Regions from separate parts of the Macaca mulatta genome. Here region 2 is linked to region 1. The links are chromatin contacts, called in public Micro-C maps. All regions are on one chromosome and are shown on one strand. The core of a region is the stretch at or near the end of the contact, and the rest is flanking DNA. Distances in the headings are between cores, read along the strand shown.

The links. A called contact is a pair of places that touch in the nucleus more often than the background predicts.
Region 2: a contact with region 1 is called in a Micro-C map of CD4 T cells, with 19 times the contacts expected there. The contact joins the enhancer-like site here to the promoter of ZFP36L2 in region 1. A contact is called at or near these places in 5 of 14 Hi-C or Micro-C datasets (CD4 T cells, blood, fibroblasts and 1 more).

The regions. Positions count from the first base shown.
Region 1 is chr13:81,606,554-81,610,869 of T2T-MMU8v2.0, forward strand. It overlaps ZFP36L2 (ZFP36 ring finger protein like 2), which reads left to right and starts at 1,923. Exons shown (of 2, transcript XM_015112244.3): 1 at 1,923-2,263; 2 at 2,776-4,316. The coding sequence starts at 2,213. The coding sequence ends at 4,203.
Region 2 is chr13:81,698,490-81,702,805 of T2T-MMU8v2.0, forward strand. The region is part of intron 2 of LOC106992921; the gene reads left to right. LOC144333782 (a long non-coding RNA gene) reads right to left here. Exons shown (of 2, transcript XR_013402812.1): 2 at 4,301-4,316. Among named protein-coding and RNA genes, the nearest start is that of ZFP36L2, 92 kb to the left of the region's middle. Within about 2 kb of position 2,417, at least 10 of the 40 cell types and tissues checked have an H3K27ac peak or open chromatin away from gene starts, as enhancers often do. A contact at or near this core is called in CD4 T cells, where this site is marked.

The sequences.
Region 1 (4,316 bases), core at 673-3,172:
CTCACCAAAGAACAAACCAGACCACAGTTGCCCAGGTATATCAAGGGATCAGTGTAGGGTAGGTGCTAAAAGTGAAACTGGTCCCTCTGAGGTCACCTACTCTTGGCTCTGAGTCCTAGGGTCCAGGACTTGGGTACCCCCACAGCTCTGCACTCATGAGTCTGTGGCTCTCTGTCCATCTGGCCATAGTTCAGAAGCCTGGCTTTCTCCACCCTTATGCTTTGTCAATTTGGTTTAATACATAAAGATGGTTTAGTTCTTGTTTGTCTTTTAAACACCTTCACAGATACCATTTGCACCTTGACAAAGGTGAGAGATGAATAAAGCAGGAATATTACCTTCGTTTTACAAGGAAACCCAAGTACCAAAGAGATGATGTGATTTGCCTAAGACCACATGATTTCTATGGGGCAGGGCCTGAACTCCAGCCCAGCATTCCTGATCCTTACCCTGGACTCTGGCTCCCTGGGCTGTGAGGGGAGTACAGTAGTGGGAAATGCAGGCTACACTCCAGGAACTCGAATCCCTGAGTGGCAGGCCTAGTTCTTTCCCCAGCGGGTCCTGGACCTTCCAGCTTCAGGTCCAAGCTTTTTGGCAACCTGTATGAGCGCGGAGCGAGAAGTGCCCTAGACCAGACTCCAGATCGTTCCTAGTGGGGCTGTCAGCGGCTTTAGCCTCACTGGGCGCTAGGTGGGGGTGTCTGCTCCGTACCCGGACGAAGGCGGGGCGCCCGCTGGCAAAGCGCATTTTCCAGCGCAAGCTGTTGGGGTGTGGGGCTGGCGGGAGAGGGAAAACAGGGGGGGCGCGCCCACCAACAGCGTCTGTGCAGCCCCACCTGGGCCGCGGGTTGGTCTCAGCCGGATCCTGCCGCCCTCATCGAGCTAAGGCTGGGCGCGGCGCCCCTACGGCCGGGGAGAGAAGAGCCGAGAGGACGCAACAGGCCCAGGCTGTGCCGGGCGGGGAGCCTCGGCGGGCAGCTGCGCCCCCAGCCCGAGGGCTGGGGGAGGCCGGGCCGACCAGCAGACGGAAAGGGTGGCGCTAAGTCGCCTTCAAGCCCGCACGGCTCTCCCGGCCTTTCCTCCTGTCCTCAGAGTCAGCTCCCCCGCCCGGGACGTCCCGCGCCACTCCGCGCCTTTGGCCCTGGCTCAAGGTCTTGTGATGTGATTAGCAAAGCCAGCGCCTTGTCCTCAGACACTCAGCCCTGCCCGGCAGGCCCCGGCGCTCAAGCCCTGTTTACTGAGCCTGGGCGGGGAGGGGGCGGAGAAACGAGCCCGGGCTCCACCGGCAAGACTGCCGCGGCGGCCGCCCGCGTGGCCACCACCACCCCCACCCCCACCCCCACCGCGACTCCACGTGCAGTCGGGCTGGAGCTGCCACCGACAGGACGCAGTCCCCGAGCCCCCGCCTCCTGGCCGAAGCACCCTTTGCAAACCCGCCGGGCCGCGCGGATGGTTGCGATATTCTGGCATTTTGCAATTCCCGCGCCCAGCACAAAACCAAAGGTGGGAACTAAAAGCTCCACAGGTCCGCCTCGGCGAACAGGGCAGGGAAAGACACGTCCAGGACTGCAGAATCCCGGCCACGCTAAATGTACCGGGGCTCTCCGACCGCGCAGTGCCAGAAAAGGAAAGCCGTGCCTTCCCGCCGCCACCCGGCGGCACCCACCGGGGCCGAAAGCTACACGCCGCACCGGGCGCCCGGGTCGCTGGCCCCGCCCCGAGGCCTCCCGCCCCCTTCCCCAGAGAAAAAAAATTGGCGGCGGCCAATGGGAGGCCGAGAAGGCGCCTGACGTTCGCGAGCTGGCGGGCGGCGTTGCCTGGAGACTCCGGCGGGGGCCCAGTTCTGTCCCCTCCCCCGGCGCGCCCGCCCCGCCGCAGCCGCACTCCCGGGCTCTATATAGGGCGCGCGCTCGCGGGCTGCAGAGTTCCAGCAGTCCGCGAGCTGCCGTCGGCTCCGCGGGGGGGGCGGGCCGGGCACCCCGGGGCGCGGAGGAGCGCTCCTCGCTTCTCTCCTTCCCCCCTGCCGCACTCCGCCGGACCCTCCCGCCGGCCCGCGCCGCTGCCCTCGCCCTCTCCTCTCGCCCCCCGGCAAACTTTCGGCCCCTCCCCGCCCCTCGCCCGTTATTCGTCGTGGCTCAAGCCCGGCCACGCCACCCCGAGGGCTCCTCCCGACCTCCCGGCCTGTCGCTCCGGCCACTGCGGGATCCAGAAACATGTCGACCACACTTTTGTCCGCGTTCTACGATGTCGACTTCTTGTGCAAGGTACGCCGGGGAGCGGGCCGGGCCGGCAGCAGCCGTTCCAGTTCTTGGACTTTGCCTCTGTCCCCTGGCCCTGGGGGACGCCCCTCCCGCCCTGCCTTTCGGGTCGGGAAAATCCCGGGGTTTGCAAAAGTGTGTGCGAGCGCCCTGGAGGAGGAGGGGGCGGCAGGGAGGGCGCTGGTGTCGCGGTTGAGTTTCTCCGCTGCCGACCGCGGCCACGCTGCCCGGGGCTTCCCGGACGGGATTCGCGCCGCCCACCTCGGCGGCCGGGGCGGAGGATCACGTGTCGAAACCCAGCGCGGCCCGCGGTGGGCGTCCTCCCCTCTCCCGCTCCCTCCAGCAAGATCTTGCTGCTTTTGCGTGTGTATGGGTGGAGGGTGGAGGCCGAGTCGGGATCCGCCAAGAGTGGGGGAAAAAGAGGAAAAGAATCAGGCTGGGAGTTTCTCTGTGGCTCGACCCGAGTCTGCCTTCCCCTTCCGTTTTTCATCCCTTCCACGCTCCCCTTCCTTTGGCAGACGGAGAAATCCCTGGCCAACCTCAACTTGAACAACATGCTGGACAAGAAGGCGGTGGGGACGCCCGTGGCCGCCGCCCCCAGCTCCGGCTTCGCGCCAGGCTTCCTCCGACGGCACTCGGCCAGCAACCTGCACGCACTCGCCCACCCCGCGCCCAGCCCCGGCAGCTGCTCGCCCAAGTTCCCGGGCGCCGCTAACGGCAGCAGCTGTGGCAGCGCGGCGGCCGGCGGCCCGACCTCCTACGGCACCCTTAAGGAGCCGTCGGGGGGCGGCGGCACAGCCCTGCTCAACAAGGAGAACAAATTCCGGGACCGCTCGTTCAGCGAGAACGGCGACCGCAGCCAGCACCTCCTGCACCTGCAGCAGCAGCAGAAGGGGGGCGGCGGCTCACAGATCAACTCCACGCGCTACAAGACCGAGCTGTGCCGGCCCTTCGAGGAGAGCGGCACGTGCAAGTACGGCGAGAAGTGCCAGTTCGCGCATGGCTTCCACGAGCTGCGCAGCCTGACTCGCCACCCGAAGTACAAGACCGAGCTGTGCCGCACCTTCCACACCATCGGCTTCTGTCCCTACGGGCCGCGCTGCCACTTCATCCACAACGCGGACGAGCGGCGGCCCGCGCCGTCGGGGGGCGCCTCCGGGGACCTGCGTGCCTTTGGCACGCGCGACGCGCTGCACCTGGGCTTCCCGCGGGAGCCGCGGCCCAAGCTGCACCACAGCCTCAGCTTCTCGGGCTTCCCGTCGGGCCACCATCAGCCCCCGGGCGGCCTCGAGTCGCCGCTGCTGCTCGACAGCCCCACGTCGCGCACGCCGCCGCCGCCCTCCTGCTCCTCGGCCTCGTCCTGCTCCTCCTCCGCCTCCTCCTGTTCCTCGGCCTCCGCGGCCTCCACGCCCTCGGCCCCGGCATGCTGCGCCTCTGCGGCGGCCGCGGCTGCGGCCGCTCTGCTCTACGGCAGCGGGGGAGCCGAGGACCTGCTGGCACCTGGGGCCCCGTGCGCGGCCTGCTCGTCAGCCTCGTGCGCCAACAACGCTTTCGCCTTCGGCCCGGAGCTCAGCAGCCTCATCACGCCGCTCGCCATCCAGACCCACAACTTTGCCGCCGTGGCCGCCGCCGCCTACTACCGCAGTCAGCAGCAGCAGCAGCAGGGCCTGGCGCCCCCTGCGCAGCCCCCGGCACCGCCCAGCGCACCCCTCCCCGCCGGGGCCGCCGCGCCTCCCTCGCCGCCCTTCAGCTTCCAGCTGCCGCGCCGCCTGTCCGACTCGCCCGTGTTCGACGCGCCCCCCAGCCCCCCGGACTCGCTGTCGGACCGCGACAGTTACCTGAGCGGCTCCTTGAGCTCTGGAAGCCTCAGCGGCTCCGAGTCCCCCAGCCTCGACCCCGGCCGCCGCCTGCCAATCTTCAGCCGCCTCTCCATCTCCGACGACTGAGGCAAGAGGGCGCCAGTGAGGAGGAAGGGAAGGCGGTTCAGAGATGTTGGAGGACACCCCTCGCCATCTCGCCCCTGCTGGGGGCCCGGGAGTCGGGGGGTGACATGGGCCCC
Region 2 (4,316 bases), core at 1,167-3,666, 92 kb after region 1:
GCCTCATAAGAGCGTGAATGCCCCGGCGCATGTGTTTCTGAGTGTGCGCATTACTTTGCTGTGTGTGAGGTGTGTGTGCATACTGCTGGCTGTGAGCACCTATGGATGGGGGGGCTTAAGGGACTGGGTGTGTGCATGAGTGTAAATGTGTGTGTAAATGTGTGAGCACATGGAGGTATCCTCTCTCCTCTCTACTCCTTCAAATTTACTCCCATTCTGAAACGCCCAGGTCAAGCCCACTTCTCCAAGAAGCCCCCTCACTTTTCTAGGCCATAAGAAGCTCCCTCTGCTGAATCCCACCACCCCCTCCATCAGAATCACATACTCCACGGCTTTGACTGTTTTCCAGCGGATCTGCCTCCTAGAATGCCAGCTGTCCACATGTGGCAGGGCAAGGTGGGCATGCAGGCGCACATCCCTGCCCCTGTTCAACCATCAGGCTAGACCTCCTGGGGTCACCTCCCCCAGCCCCCCACGTGGGTTGTTTAATGGTGCTTTGGAGAAGGAGGGGCAGCAGCCTCAGTAGGGTCTAGTAAGCAGGACTGGCGGCCTCCAGCAGGCAGAGGCAGGTGCGCAGAGGTGGCTGCGTCCTGGGCTCCCTTCCTCCCTGTGGGGAGCAGCTGAGTCTCCAGGCAGCAGGATGGAACTCTACACTGGAGTCTCTCAGTGAGCTCCCAGGGTGGGCTCGTGGGGGTCCTGGGAACACAGAGACTTGGCCCCCTAGAGAGACCCTTGGGCCTCAGGGTAGCTGGTCCCATCCTTTGCTCCCTCCCCTGCACCCTCTAGGGGCCCCCAGCCTGGGCCCCAAAGCAGGGCTCCTTCTGATGTAAACCCCTCTCCTTCTCTTTCCCCTTCTTCCTCCCAGAGCACCAATTCCTCTGTGAACCCTGTGGCCTCTCCTGCAGGTACTACTGGGTCCTTTCTCTTTAATCGACTGGAAATCAGGCCTTTGCCGTTAGCCTGAGTTTCCTGACAGACTAGAGAATCATTTCAGCCATGAGCCAAGTCATCCTCACATGGACCACACTGGAAATCCTGGAGGCACATGGCCAGTTTAGTCTGTCACCCCACCGCCTGCCCTTCCCTCAGTCCTGGCCAGGCTCCTGCCTCAGGGCTTTTGTTCTAGCTGTTTCCTCTGTCTGAAATGTTCTCCCTCAGACTCTGCTTGGCTCTTCCTTCTCCAAGCTCCTGTTGAAATATTGGCCTCTTCATGGGGCCTCGCTGGAGCACCCAGCTTACTATGGTGACCTGAGTGAGGGCACACCCCTGCACCCACGGGCACTCCTCATCTCCCAGCCCTGTCTGCTTCCCCTCTTTCTTTCCATAGAACCCACTGCCTACATAAGGATTATAGAATGTGAGGCTGGGCGCAGTGGCTCACACCTGTAATCCCAGCACTTTGGGAAGATGAGGCAGGAGGATCCCTTGAGGCCAGCCTGGGCAACATAGCGAGACCTGTCCTTACAAAAAAGAAATAGAAAATTAGCCAGGCTTGGTGGCACACACCTGTAGTCCCAGCTACTCAGGAGGTTGAGGTAGGGGGTTCACTTGAGCCCAAGAGTTTGAGGCTGCAGTGAGCTGTGATCCCGCCACTGCACTCTAGCCTGGGTCACAGAGGGATACCCTATCTCAAAAAAAAAAAAAAAAAAAAAAAAGAGAGAATGGAATGTATTTATTCTGTCTATTATGCCTCCCCAACAAAAGGTGGACCCCACAAGGGCAGGAATCTTTTTTTTTTTTTTTTTTGAGACAGAGTCTCGCTCTGTCGCCCAGGCTGGAGTGCAGTGGCACGATCTCGGCTCCCCCCAAGCTCCGCCTCCCAGGTTCAAAGGATTCTTCTGCCGCAGCGTCCTGAGTAGCTGGGATTACAGGCGGATGCCATGACGCCCAGCTAATTTTTGTATTTTTAGTAGGTATGGAGTTTCACCATGTTGGCCAGGCTGGTCTCGAACTCCTGACTTCAGGTACTCTGCCTGCCTCGGTCTCCCAAAGTTCTGGGATTACAGGCATGAACCACCGCGCCCAGCGGAAGGCAGGAATCTTTACTTTTCTCACTGATGTCTCCCCACTGCCCAGAACTTGCCAGGCCATTTTAGGTGCTCTATAGACATTTACTTAGGTTGTCGCTGGCACTGGAGCTGACAGCAGAGAGAAGCTTGAGGGAAGAAGGGGGGTCCTCAAAGCCATGGCTGCTCCTCAGAGGGGAGGTGGGGGCAGGGGAAGGAGAGGGGCCAGGCGGCCACTGGATCTCTAGACCACCCACCCCACTTGTCCTCCTCCCGGGGGCGTGGGGGCATGTCCGCCCTGCACACGCATGTTGGCGCACACCTGCGTTCGCTGCATACGTGGCCCCACCTCCCACCTAGTCCATCTGCACGCGCAGCTGACGTGGCTGTGGTTTTGAGGCCCCAGAGGTACAGATTAGCGTCAGGGTGTCTGTCCTCTTCGGCTGCAGCAGCAGGCTGGGGTGGGGACAGGCACCCCCTGCAAGCAAGCACACAGAGGCCTTTCCTCCCTGAGCGTCTTGCACACACATGTGAACAGACAGGTGGTCCCCCAGGCTGGCTGTCCTTAGACCTCAGGCCCAGGAGCTGTGCACCTATCTGTACTAGGCCTTGCTGCAGGGGAACGGGGTGGGGGTGGGGGCAGAGGAAGTGGCTGCAGGCACCCTTCCTAGTGTCTGAACTTCCACCTTTAGTATTTGTGTCCGACGCATGGGCGCCCAGCTTTGTCAGTTCTTTCCTTTGAGGGAAGCGTTATTTCTTTTGCCTTCTCATGTCAAAACCACATCCCTGTGGGACGGGTTCCACATTCAGCCCTTAGTGGTGTCGAGCTTGTCTGCCCAGGGCTCCCTCATGCACACACCATGTGGCCAGTCCTGGGGAGCATGCTGGTTCCCTGCTCAGAAACCTGCTGCTGCCAGCTCCAGCCCCGCACTCGGACCCAGTGCTCGAGACCCTGCCCTGCGGCCTTCTCCACCCCAGGCATCCTGCTTTGTGAGGAGATGAGTGTGGCCTTGAGCCAGATGTCCAGGTTCAATGCCAGCTCTGTAGGACTGGCAAGTCACTTAGCCTCTGTGCCCAGGTTCTCTCCCTTGCAGAACTGTTGTGAGAGTTAAGTAGGTTCATACATGCAAAGTGCTTAGCACAACATCTACTGTGCAGGAAAGCTGTCCATTAATATTAGCTGCCATGATGATCATTTCCTGCCTCAAAGTCAGGAGGGCCGAGAAATGGCCTTGTCAGGGTTTTGCAGCCCAGCTCTGGCCTCCCAGACTGAGCCAGCTGCTTCCAGGTCACCTGGGAGCTTGTTGGAGACTCAGAGTCCCAAGCCACTCTAGGGGTTGTGACACAGCAGCTGCGGGCTGGGCTGGGGTGGTGGGGCTAGGGGCCCCACACTGGGGCCTGCAGGCATCTGTGGGACAGGAATTCCCTGCAAGGCCCTTCCCCAGTCTCAGACTGGTCCGTCCACCCAAGTCTTTCCACTTCTGCTTCTCCAGATCCCTTGTGCCTTGCAAGGCTCCTTTCCTGCAGGAAGTAGGCTCAGGAACCCTGCCGCCAACACCCCACAACCCATACTTCCTGGAGCCTCGGTTTCCTCAAGTATGAAAGGGGATAAAAAACGCCCACATCTCAGGATTCACATCAAGCGAGGTCTTAGATGGAAAGTGCCTGGCCCGTGGCAGCAAGGCTAGTTATTATTACTGCTGTTGGTATTATTGCCCGCACCCTGCACCTGCTGAGCACCTGCATGTTCCTCTGGGTGCCTGGCAGGGTCTAAGTGCCTAAACTCACATCAGGCGTTGGGAAAGACGTGTTGACCAGGGTGGACTCTGATTAACCTTCCACCTCCTTGCCTTGGGCTCTTGGAGCTGAGAGGGAGCACCATGGCTGGAGTCTGAGGGTGGCTGGCCCTCACTACAAACAGCCTGAGTGAAGGAGGAAGGAAGAGGTGTTGAACTGAGTGGCTTGGGCCCCAAAGGAAGTTGAAAGCTAGGCCGCGGAGTGACAGTTCTTGGGGGCCCCACTGCAGCTCCCTGCCTGCCCCACCAGCTGCTGTCAGTGGGGAGTGCACCGGCCCGGGGTGGGTAGAGGTAGGGTCCCAGCCTGGGCCAGCTGCCTGGGCCCTGCCACTGCAGACCTGGACAGCCACCCGAGCTTTGTGTCTTGGGGTCAGCATTGCCTTCTCCAGGCTCCTTCAGTGGAAGCCGTTTACCGGCACCTTCTCACTGCACACCCAGGCCCCACCTCGCCCCACCTCGCCCAGGCGCAGCCCTAGAAAATATCCATGAAGCACTCACTGTGTGCCAGGTGGTT